2 separate regions of the Columba livia genome follow, and region 2 is linked to region 1. Evidence: chromatin contacts called from public Hi-C data. All regions are on one chromosome and are shown on one strand. The core of a region is the stretch at or near the end of the contact, and the rest is flanking DNA. Distances in the headings are between cores, read along the strand shown. Region 1 overlaps LIMD1 (LIM domain containing 1). Region 2 overlaps LARS2 (leucyl-tRNA synthetase 2, mitochondrial).

The links. A called contact is a pair of places that touch in the nucleus more often than the background predicts.
Region 2: a contact with region 1 is called in a Hi-C map of crop, with 5 times the contacts expected there. The contact joins two enhancer-like sites. A contact is called at or near these places in 2 of 2 Hi-C or Micro-C datasets (crop and liver).

Annotation. Positions count from the first base shown.
Region 1 is chr2:47,388,410-47,393,748 of bColLiv1.pat.W.v2, forward strand. The region is part of intron 1 of LIMD1 (LIM domain containing 1); the gene reads right to left. Among named protein-coding and RNA genes, the nearest start is that of LIMD1, 15 kb to the right of the region's middle. Within about 2 kb of position 1,417, at least 1 of the 3 cell types and tissues checked has an H3K27ac peak away from gene starts, as active enhancers do.
Region 2 is chr2:47,438,035-47,443,279 of bColLiv1.pat.W.v2, forward strand. It overlaps LARS2 (leucyl-tRNA synthetase 2, mitochondrial), which reads right to left. Exons shown (of 21, transcript XM_065051765.1): 15 at 115-218. Among named protein-coding and RNA genes, the nearest start is that of LIMD1, 35 kb to the left of the region's middle. Within about 2 kb of position 3,452, at least 1 of the 3 cell types and tissues checked has an H3K27ac peak away from gene starts, as active enhancers do.

The DNA of each region.
Region 1 (5,339 bases), core at 167-2,666:
GTAAGAAAAGGTCAGCCACCTCTAAGGGCACAGCAACCACAGGTGGAGGCAGAAATGGCTCCTCGGAGGGAACCACTGCGAAACCACAGTAAGCCACACAACTGAGCAATGACCCTCCCTCTGTTGATGGCAAATGGTTGCAAGATGACATTCAAGTGTTTTTTCTTTTTTAGGGAAAGCCCCTAGAAGCTTCAAAATTCAGAGGTAAGATAAAGTCACCCTGTGACAAAGCAGCGCTACAACCCGGGGAGTCCCTACTGAGGTAATGGTTTTCAACTAAGGGCCCAGTCGCTCTCTGCATCACCGCAGAGACAGCTGCCCTGTTCCCCAAAATGCACCAAAACCAGGTGGCTGTGGGAGCTGGCCTCCCAGCCCATCACCCACCAACCATCGCCCTAACACACGGAGGCTCAAAGGAGGAAGGAGGGGGAGGCAATCTCTGTGCTCTTGGTGAACATAACTGCATCGAAACTATATGAGACAGCAGTTTTTTAATTTCTCTAGGCATGGAAGAGATCTCAGTGCTTACTGAGCCACTGCTCAGGAAATTATTCATAGGTCCCATTAAAACATTATAAGAAATATCCTAAAATCTTTACAGTACAATTAATCCTAAACTTGTTCTTAACAAAAAAACCAGTACCTTGGAGATGACATTGTAAAATACAAATACCAGAAAGACTGGAAATACATTCCATTAAACATTTCAACCTTTTGTCCTAATGATTTCAGACTTTAAGCCAGCACTAAAACATACACAATCAACTCAAACCACCAGCATATTGATAAAGCTCTGACTGCATCTCCCATGTGTGAGCTGAACACTCGCAGCTTTCCAGAGGGGAAATCTACTGAGGACACCTGGACAACGTGAAAGCCCCTTCAGCTCAGACCCCAGAGCACCACCACCCTGAAACCTGGCCAAGAAAGGAACACGTATAATCCTGTCATCCTACCATGAAGTCTGCCCTGGAGTTTCTCATCTATAGCAAGCACTTCTTGTGCCAAACAGCAGGGATTCCTCGCCAGCGAGCTGAGAGACTGAAGATAAGAAGTCAGCATGAACAAAGCAGCAATTTAGACTGGAGCGGAAACATGCACTGATGGCTTCCCTGTCTCCAGGCATGGCTGAATCTTTTCTGAGATTACTTTTGCTACAAAAATATATTGTTTTATTGTTTACTATGTGGACTCTTGCATGATAATTTTATTAAAGGGATGCCAAGGAGGGATAACCAGCAGTGCTCTTGCACTCTCCGCTTTGACGATCTGTGCATTTCTCAGTGTGTCAATCAGTGTAGTTGTTTTATGTCCAACTACAAGGAGTAAATTCTGCCTCCACTGGAAGAGCTGGTAGTTTCTGCATCTGAAGGTTCCCACACACATACACGTGCCATTGTGAAACTCACTTGGCGAGGCTGGCTGTCCTGCAACTTGGGATTAAGTTACACTTGCAAGAAAAAGGTGACTTTCTACTTGTAGAGTTATTTAGCAATACCAAGAGAAACCATGGCCTTGTTGTTCTAGAGGTTATATACCAATATGGGGCATGCTTATTCAACATAATCATGCCAAAGACATCACTCTAAGTAGCCATGCTTTATAATCACCACAGCAAGACAAGGTAGCCCAAGCAGAGGGCGACGCTCACAGACAAACTGCTTCGATACCTGGTTTAGTAAATGACCCTTAATACCTCTAAACACGACTACATTGTGAAATATTAAAAAAAAAAAAAACATATATATCCCCAGTGGGTTGCAAGAGACAGCCAGCTCGCGTTATTTCAAACTCTGCCACTGGAATAGCAGCCTGTTACCCTTTAACACAGACATCAACATTAATCTGAGCTTACAATAAAAAAAGAAAAATAATGTAGTAATGTTGACACGTCAAAGGTCGAATTCTGTAATCTGGCAATCATGCGAGTTCGCCATCTTTTTGCAATAAGGGGTCAAAATCAGGTCCACATTTTGGACCTTCTGCTACAGTTCAACATCAAACCCACCTTCAAACCACCTTGCAATCAGTTCTTTCTTTCCGACTTCCTTCCTCGCCTACTGATTTTCTTCACAGTCATCTCTGACACTTCCCTTGCACTTTTTTAGCTTTCACATTTCCTCTGAGGACCAAGTGGCTCACGTACAAGACCCTTATGCTCTAAATTACACTTCCAGCAGAGCTAAAAAGGTCTGTTTTCCAGGCAATCTGTGGCAGTTGATTATAAGCCTGGCTGAACCCTAGAGAAAACACTACACCACCACAATAGGTTAGAGCGATACTGTCTAGTTAAATCAGTATCATTTATAAGGTCTCCTTAATACCTAAATAACAAATATCAACATGTGGAAACATCTGCATTTTTTGTGTTCTGAGGAGGTATAAACATGTGACTTAACTTAAATGGTTAATGTGTAACAAACCATTTGATAACTGCAACTGTTGGTCTAAAAAAATTGAGAAAAAACAAAACAAAACACAAGATGGAAACTGACACCTTGAGCTTGCAGGAAACACCCCTGTGAGTTTTGAAGCCCTTTTTTTTTAACCTACTTTAATGGTCCTCCTGTAAATCAAATATAATCTATTACTAATTCTGCAGAAAGCCTAAAGCTTCTTCCTCTCCCTCTCTACAAAACGTTGCCTTGTTTGTGTCTCTGCCCTGTAACAAACAAGAAGATAAATGAGACATTTATGCCAAAGTAATCATTCTAAATCTGCTGTTTTGACCTCTAAGCCAAATTTTCTGCATTACATGCCAATGGCTCAGATAAAACAGCACTTTTTCTTTTCTTGACAACTGAAGCTTGTAACATATGCGTAGCTCTGCTCAACCAACTGCTCTATCATTTATCTCTGAATATATGTGTATTAGGAAATAGAGGGCATAGGAAATTTGGCACCATGAGGTATCAACTCCCCTCCCCTCCTCAGACCCTCTCAGTATTTGTATCTGGGAAACTAATGCACATTTGGACACAAATCCAACTACAAGCAAAATTAGAAATCCTCACTAAAATGAAAACAGCAGGACAGCAGATATAAATATCTGGAGGACAATACGCTTTACCTTAATAGGTAATTTTGTATATTTTATTTATTGGAGCAGAGATATTCAGGGTTCCACCAGAGCAGAAATTTCATGATTGAAAGCACGAGCAACCTTGACTTCTCAAAGACAAGACTGTACCGGACGGTGTCCAACACGAACTCCACTCGACCTTAAAAGCACTACTTACTTTTCAGCTGGAAAACAGAGTTTCCACATAGGCTGCTCAGGACATGCTTTGCAGCTAGACAGACAGAAACCATCCAGACAAATATTTATTTTTCTGGTAGACAAAACCGTCTCATCATATTTACTGCAGATGACAGCAAGCCCGCAGAGACGCAGGCGCTCTCTCTGGGTAACAACAGGGCTGTGTGCCTTTCATTCACTGATGGTCCAGGAGACTGGGAAATCATAGAATAGTCTGGGTTGGAAGGGACTTTTAGAGGAGTCCAGCCCTCCTGCCACGAGCAGGGAGATATTCAACTAGATCTGGGCACCACAGTATAAGAAACATAAAAAGATACTGAATAGTGTCCAAAAGAGGCCTATGAAGTTGGTGAAGTTGGAGAAGCAGCTGCATGAGAAGCGGCTGAAGTCACTTGGTTTGTTCAGCCTGGAGGAGACTGAGAGGAGACCTCATCATGGTCTACAGCTTCCTCACAATGGGAGGAGGAGGGGCAGGAGGTGATCTCTTCTCTCCTGTGACCAGTGACAGAACCCGAGGGAATGGCAGGAAGATGTGCCAGGGGAGGTTTAGGCTGGACATTAGGAAAAGGTTCTTCCCCCAGAGGGTGGTGGAGCACTGAACAGGCTCCCCAGGGAGGTGTCACGGCCCCAAGCCAAACAGTGTTCAAGAAGAGACTGGACAACACCCTCAAACACATGATGTGAACTGTGGGGTTGTCATATGCCGGGACGGGAGTTGGATTCGACGACCCTTGTGGGATATTCTATGATTCTATAGTTGCTCAGAGCCCTGTCCAGCCTGGCCTTGAATGCCTACAGGGATGGGACATCTGCCTCCTCTCAGGGCCACCTGAGCCAGTGATTCCCCTAAGGTACATTTGCTCCCCCTGCCCCAAAAATCCCCAGAGCAAACAACTCCTTGGCAAAGGGCCCTGCAGACCACGGTGGCAGCGCAGGAAACCACCCCTGCGCTGGTGGGTTTCTTGTGAGCCTCAACACACACATAGGTACCTGCACGTGAGGGAAAGATGGCAGCTGCAGAGGCCCGACACGCAAACCCTTTCATCTTGCACCGGAAACCTGTGGAAAGGGTTGCCTTTTAGAATTAGCAGCAAATAGCTGCTCCATCAGTCCTCACCAATCCACCTCATTAGAAATGGGATTAAGCTATTTTTTAACTGAACACAAACAAACACAAATGGAAGTAACCACTGATACCTCTGCAATCACATATATCGCCCTAGCCCTGATCTCCAAATAAAGATGGCAAAATCCGTTCTAAAAAGAGGCTTGACAGTGTTTCTTTCCAAAGCGCCTGTTGCACAGTAATAATTTTAGAAATTTAAAACAGCTCGAACCTGCTGCTGGATTATTTTTAACAGGAGCTTTGTGTGCAAGAGCAGTTTGGAAGCCGCCAGGCCACGGAGGGCAAGAGGTCCCTGAAGCAAAGCCCCAGCTGCAGCCAGGAATCCTCTCCACAGGAGACGATGTGTAATTAACTTATCAGAGAGGGCAAAAAAAGTGAGCTGCTGACTTCTTGAGCCTTTAGGAAACTGCCACCATGTGCAAACATCACTTTTTCTTTTCAGTTTTCTTGTTCTCAGTCAGATGACGATGAAGCGCCCTACTGAAAACATAGGTGAGACAAGGCAGCTGGTGTCGGGACAGCTGGGAAACGAGTTCAAGGTTCAGCTATTATTAAAAAGCACACACATCTTTCTATATTTATTCCTACTTTGCAGCTCCAGATAAAACGCATGCAGTTCTGATGAGTTTACAACTCTGAACACAACGCAGGAGAAAAACTCTAACTCATCTGGGAAAACCAAACTGATACATACAAAAGCACCAGGACTATTTTTTTTTTTTTTCTGTCACCACATATATAGCTGCATTTCCAAAAATAAGCTATTAGACCTAAAGAGAACAAAATAGAAACACCACTGTCTTACAAACACAACCACCATTTGAAATCAAGGAGCCCAGTTCCTCACCCCAGCTCCATCATGGACCTCCTCGAAAAGCCGCTCAGGAGGATCCATAAATTGCAGCATGGTATATGCTACAACAAGCTTCATATGTGGGTCTTACATGTGGCAGG
Region 2 (5,245 bases), core at 2,202-4,701, 52 kb after region 1:
TTAGAAGGATTAATTTTCTCTTCCAAATTTTCCCAGCACTGAGCCTTGTACAGCAAAACAATCACTGAATTTCTGGATGTACCTATGCTGATTTTCCCATGCAGTCTCTCTTACCAGTGAGATCAACCTCCTCTCTCTTCAAACACTGGCCTGTTGTTGTTAGTCTGAATGTCTGATTCTTGATAAGACCTTGAACCAAGAGTTTATGGAAAGGCTCCCTAAGGAGGGAAGAAAAAAAGAAACTTGCCTGTTGAAAAGAGCTGTACTTTATGATAAGCCTCAGGTGTCAAGCCAATCAGGCACAATTATTTAATAAAACAAGAATTTCAAGTTGACTGTATATAAATAGTTGTCACCTTAGAAAGAGTACTTTGTGCATTTATTGATGGTGTCTGGCTGGCAAGTATAAGTATTTATTTGTATTCTGCACACATTTGTGCATGCTGATTTAGTACTGAGTTATTCTAACATCACTTTTCAAATCGGCAAATGGATTATACACCAAAATTACTTGGCCAACAGTGCAATTTCACTAAATTCAAGCTAAATTTCTATGCATAAAAGCATTCAAGTACCTGGCCTCACTGTCTTACAAATATTTAGCGCTAGCTTCTCTCTGAGGAGCACAGTATTTTGAACAAATCAAAATCTTGCTGCATGTTTCTTTCTATAAACAGAGAAGACAGTTTCTCTAATATAAGCACTTGCATGCCTTGTGCCTTTACAGAACTAGTCATGAAGACCTAGCTATAAGAAAAAAGTACACTGTGGATCACTTTTTTAGCATCTTGAACATTAAAACTTCACTTTTCTGGCAAAATTCACATCAGGAAGAGTAACATCCCATCAAATGTGTGAATGATAGACCTAAGCGGAGCCTTAAAAGCACAAAAGCTAAGGGTAGTAGTGCACTCAACAATAAGAAAGTGCTCAGTAAACACTGCTCTGGTTGACAGATACATTATTGTGGCCACCTCCTTTAATGCCCTTGCACTTAAAATTCATCAAGTCAGACGTTTGTTGCTGTTTTCTCTTCTAAAAAAATGGCAACAAAGTTAATCTCTAGATGTTTTGGCCCCCACTCAATAGGCCAGGAAAGCAAGTCCGTTCTACCAGCAACTCTAAGAAGAGTAGAGGCCTAGTAGGAGGTGTGAAGCCAGGCCCAGCCAGCATACACGGTCTGGAGAGTCTTCTCCTGGGATCCTCCAACACAAAGACATTGGTGACCATCATACTGGAGGATGTGCTAACCAGTGCTGGTTACTATTGACTTGTGTCTCCTAATGCCCACACGTGTGCTCGACATCAAGCAATCTGGATCCCCCCCACTTCCATCTAATGAAGCCCCACACATCTACCAAATCAACTTGTGTAAAAGGGATGCATTCCTCCTACTTACATATTTTTTTCATAAAGCTGAAATAAAACCATCTAAAGAAGAAAGAGTAAAACCAGACTTCCACATTTTACTTCACACGTACAAAGAAGTCATAATCTAAAACACTACTCACTTTTAAGGAGTTCATTTAGTATTTTACATTATTAGGAAATATAAATTATATGGCAATTTATCTCATGATTTAAAACACCATAATTTATTTAATAATACAGTTAAAGTATTATTAAATTCTATAACAATTATGCATGTTTTCGCTTATTAAAGCGGGTATCTTCCAAATACTAGTCTTTAAACCTTTTGGTGACTCTGAAGTAAGAAGATATTTGAAAGAAAAGCCTTAAACTGGGCATGTGACAGGCTTCATACTTTATCTTCAACATATTCATGTTTCAACATGAGATTCCTTCCTTGCATATTTTGTATACTTCTAAATACTGTGTAAGTACCAGCACATAGTGGCGTATCACTCAGTCACCAGGCAGCACTAATCTCTGCCATGCCGCCTAGAGTAGCAATTCAAGCATCTCTATAAACATTTCCTAGACAATATTTCACAGACTGTCTGAAAAATCCTGTTGCTTAGAAATAAATCAAAGGAACTTAAGGAGGTGAGAACTGAAGCCAAATTCAGACAGGACAAGCAAGAAAAAGTATTTTAAAAATAGGCAATAATTATCTCAAAATATGCAAGTGAATTAGAAGATTAAAATCAGGAACAAAACCCTTGCAATTCTGTCATCAACAAATGGTGGAAAAATGCTTCAGGAGATAACTGTTCAGGATAAGTTTCTTACACAAATTAAATTTATTGCACCAAGGAAAAATAAAAATATTTTTCCCCGTCACTGCATATTTCAGTCTCTTTAAGGTCTCACACCATTATTAAAATAGCTACACTTGCTGCTATGTAAAATAAAGCTAATGAAGTAGCCAGAAAATCCAAATCAGATAGGGCTCTCCATTAAAAGTGACTTTCCAAGGAAGACTTGTTTTTAATGACAAAGAGTAAGCACAGATCATACGCCAAGTTAGTAAAAGCTGAATGCAGGAATAAGCATTTCCTATTTTTGTTTATGCTGACAGAGGCTACAAAAATGCAATACAAAATACATTACCAAGTATGGGGAAAAAAACCCCTACGTGTTCCTAGTGGGAGACCGCAGGAGAATGGAGACATGCCCAAAATGAGCAAGCCAGAGACCATCTAACAAACACAGGGCTCAAAAACAGATCGAGCCCAGTACTGTATTTCTCCTGCAGCGTACAGAGATTTTGCCAGTGTTGTTGTGGCTCCATCTCATGGTCACGCTCAGAGTTACACTTTAATATACATTGATAAAACCAAACACCTAAAAACCTTCCTCTTTGAAGAAAGCGACGTCTTTCTTGGCTGCAGAAGGGAACTGCCAAGACACAGCAGCACGTCAGGTGTGATGCGATTCTGATCTAAATATTGCAGCACCAGTCATGGTCTGGTGTCATAAACGCCTCCTGAGCCACACCACTGCGCACACCTGAAGTGAAGCTGTGTTCAAACAGACATTTCTGGCACAGAAAATGAAGAGGTGGCTTGAGTTCTTTGAACATTTGATTACACTTCAGATTGTAAGGGTGCTGGAACAGGATGCGCCTTCACCTGCCTGTGAAATTGGTCTGTGCCCACGCTGGAGTACGGGCACCGTGTCCTGAGTTGTTGCAGCTTTTGAACACGTACGTCAGACGGGACCCCACCTGTTAAGTCTGCTTGACACCTCCCAGAAGGATCAGCTGTGCTAGCCATGAAGCATGTAATCCACCTTTTTCCTTTCAGTAATGTTCATGTACAGGTTCATTTCTACAACAGAATAAGTTCTCTATATAGAAGCATGCAATGGATGGAGGGGCAAGCATGACAGACAGATCAGGAACTCCTGCTCACTGCCAAGTCCTTAGGCTACTTGTTCTCCTCCACACACCGCGAGTAGGACTTTCAATCCAATTACAAATGACCTGCTTGGAAGGACTCTGTGGAGCCTGCCACAGTGACAAAGAGCAGAGTCAGAAGAAAGGATGGCTCTGGCAAGGGAGCTCACTGCTTGTATCTGCATCCCACACTTCCTGAGAGGCTGAGAGAGCCCGATAGTATGTTCTGGGGCCAAGACAAGACCTTGGTCAGTCACTGCCAACTGAGTTCAGGTGCTTGTGAAACCTGCAGTCAGACCTACCTGCAACAACCTGGCAATCCTGTAGAAAGCCAGAAATGACTGGGAGATGTGGGAACTCATCATTTTAGGAAGAAAAAAGATCAAACAATATCGAACGTTCAGATTTTACACAGCCAATAGCTGAGTGCTTTTACTTACAATCAACACTATTGACAAAGTCCCTAATGAATGCAGAGAAGCTCTAACATCCTGCCTTTACAGGATAAGTTATTTCTGTCACACACTTATCTTCTTTTATTCTGTAATGTAGCTATGTGAAAACAGTGCTTTCTCTGTCAGAACCAAATCTGCTGACTTAATGGCAACAATAAACTTTTTTATTGCTTTATAATCCTCTGGGGAGAATGTGCTAGATCCCATTTCCAATTATTCATCAGGCAGAACCAATTACTAAAGCCTAGGGAAAAGTCAAATTCTGTGTAACTTGTACTTGCAATAATCCAGTTGAGCAGGTGTAAGCGAGTGTGTCAGCACATGCTCACCATGGTGGATCAGGCTGGAACCGATGAGGAGGCTGCTGGCCCCACCTGCCTACCTGGCCCCTCTCCCAGCGGTGGTCACAGCTGGGAAGGCTGATAGGCTTGTAAATTAATCCCAGAACCAATACACTTTACAGACCAGATTTCTAAAAGAAAATGACATCAATTTGGGCTTAATCTGTTGTCACATGTACCAATACCCAGAGGGTGCTATTTATTCTGCCTTGTTATTCCTGAGGAAATGAGCAACACTTCCCAACATCTCCAGTTCAATCATTAAAAATATTAAAGATCATGCCTCACCATCAGGGGATATTTAAACTATATTCACACCTTTACAATTTTAGATGCCTACAAACATTGCATTTTTTATGAAAGCATGTGTGACATCTGCAAATTAATGGCCTATAATATTTCTATTGTAATAATGTACATAATATTTGAAGAGATTGCTTTGAAAATCTGAACTATGAAATGTTAAACTTTAGGTTTCACCTTCCTGATTATATTAATAGCCATTAGTACAGAATTTAAGACTGTCAGAAAATATTTCCATGGATTTGAAAGTCAGAGGATAGGAGCCAAACAATGAAAATTTCCCTGAAGAAAACCAATCAAAATGAAAAATTCCTACAGATTGATAGGGTAATAATAAAAACTTGTCAGGATACTAGATAACACTTTAAATGGTGGCAGCTCTCATTAACTGAGATGCAGCAGAATTTTACTAATTTGATCTGTGAACAAGATCTGAGCAGCTAGAGAAAGGCTGAAAATGCACAAGAGGGCAGTGTTTTTTAACATTTTAATGTTCTCCCTCGAAGCTGTGGGCTTCAACACCATGACTTTTAAACTTCCTAGCAATAAGCTTGTTGTTTCTAATCACTCTTTTCAGATCTCTCAGACCAGCCCTTGAGCTGTCCTAAGAGAAGACTGAGCAAAAGTGGCTTCTGACCAATGCTAAAACATATTTTAAACACGTGGTCATATTTATAAAGGAGTTGATATTTCCATATCAAAACAAGATCCTAATTTAACTTCATGACTTAAAAGCACCTAATGCTCCAAGTGCATAGAGCTAAAGGAAGCAAACAATTTTGCGCGTAATGATGAATTTGTTACAGTCATCTTGTGTTCTGAGCACACATATAAGCAGTACGTAC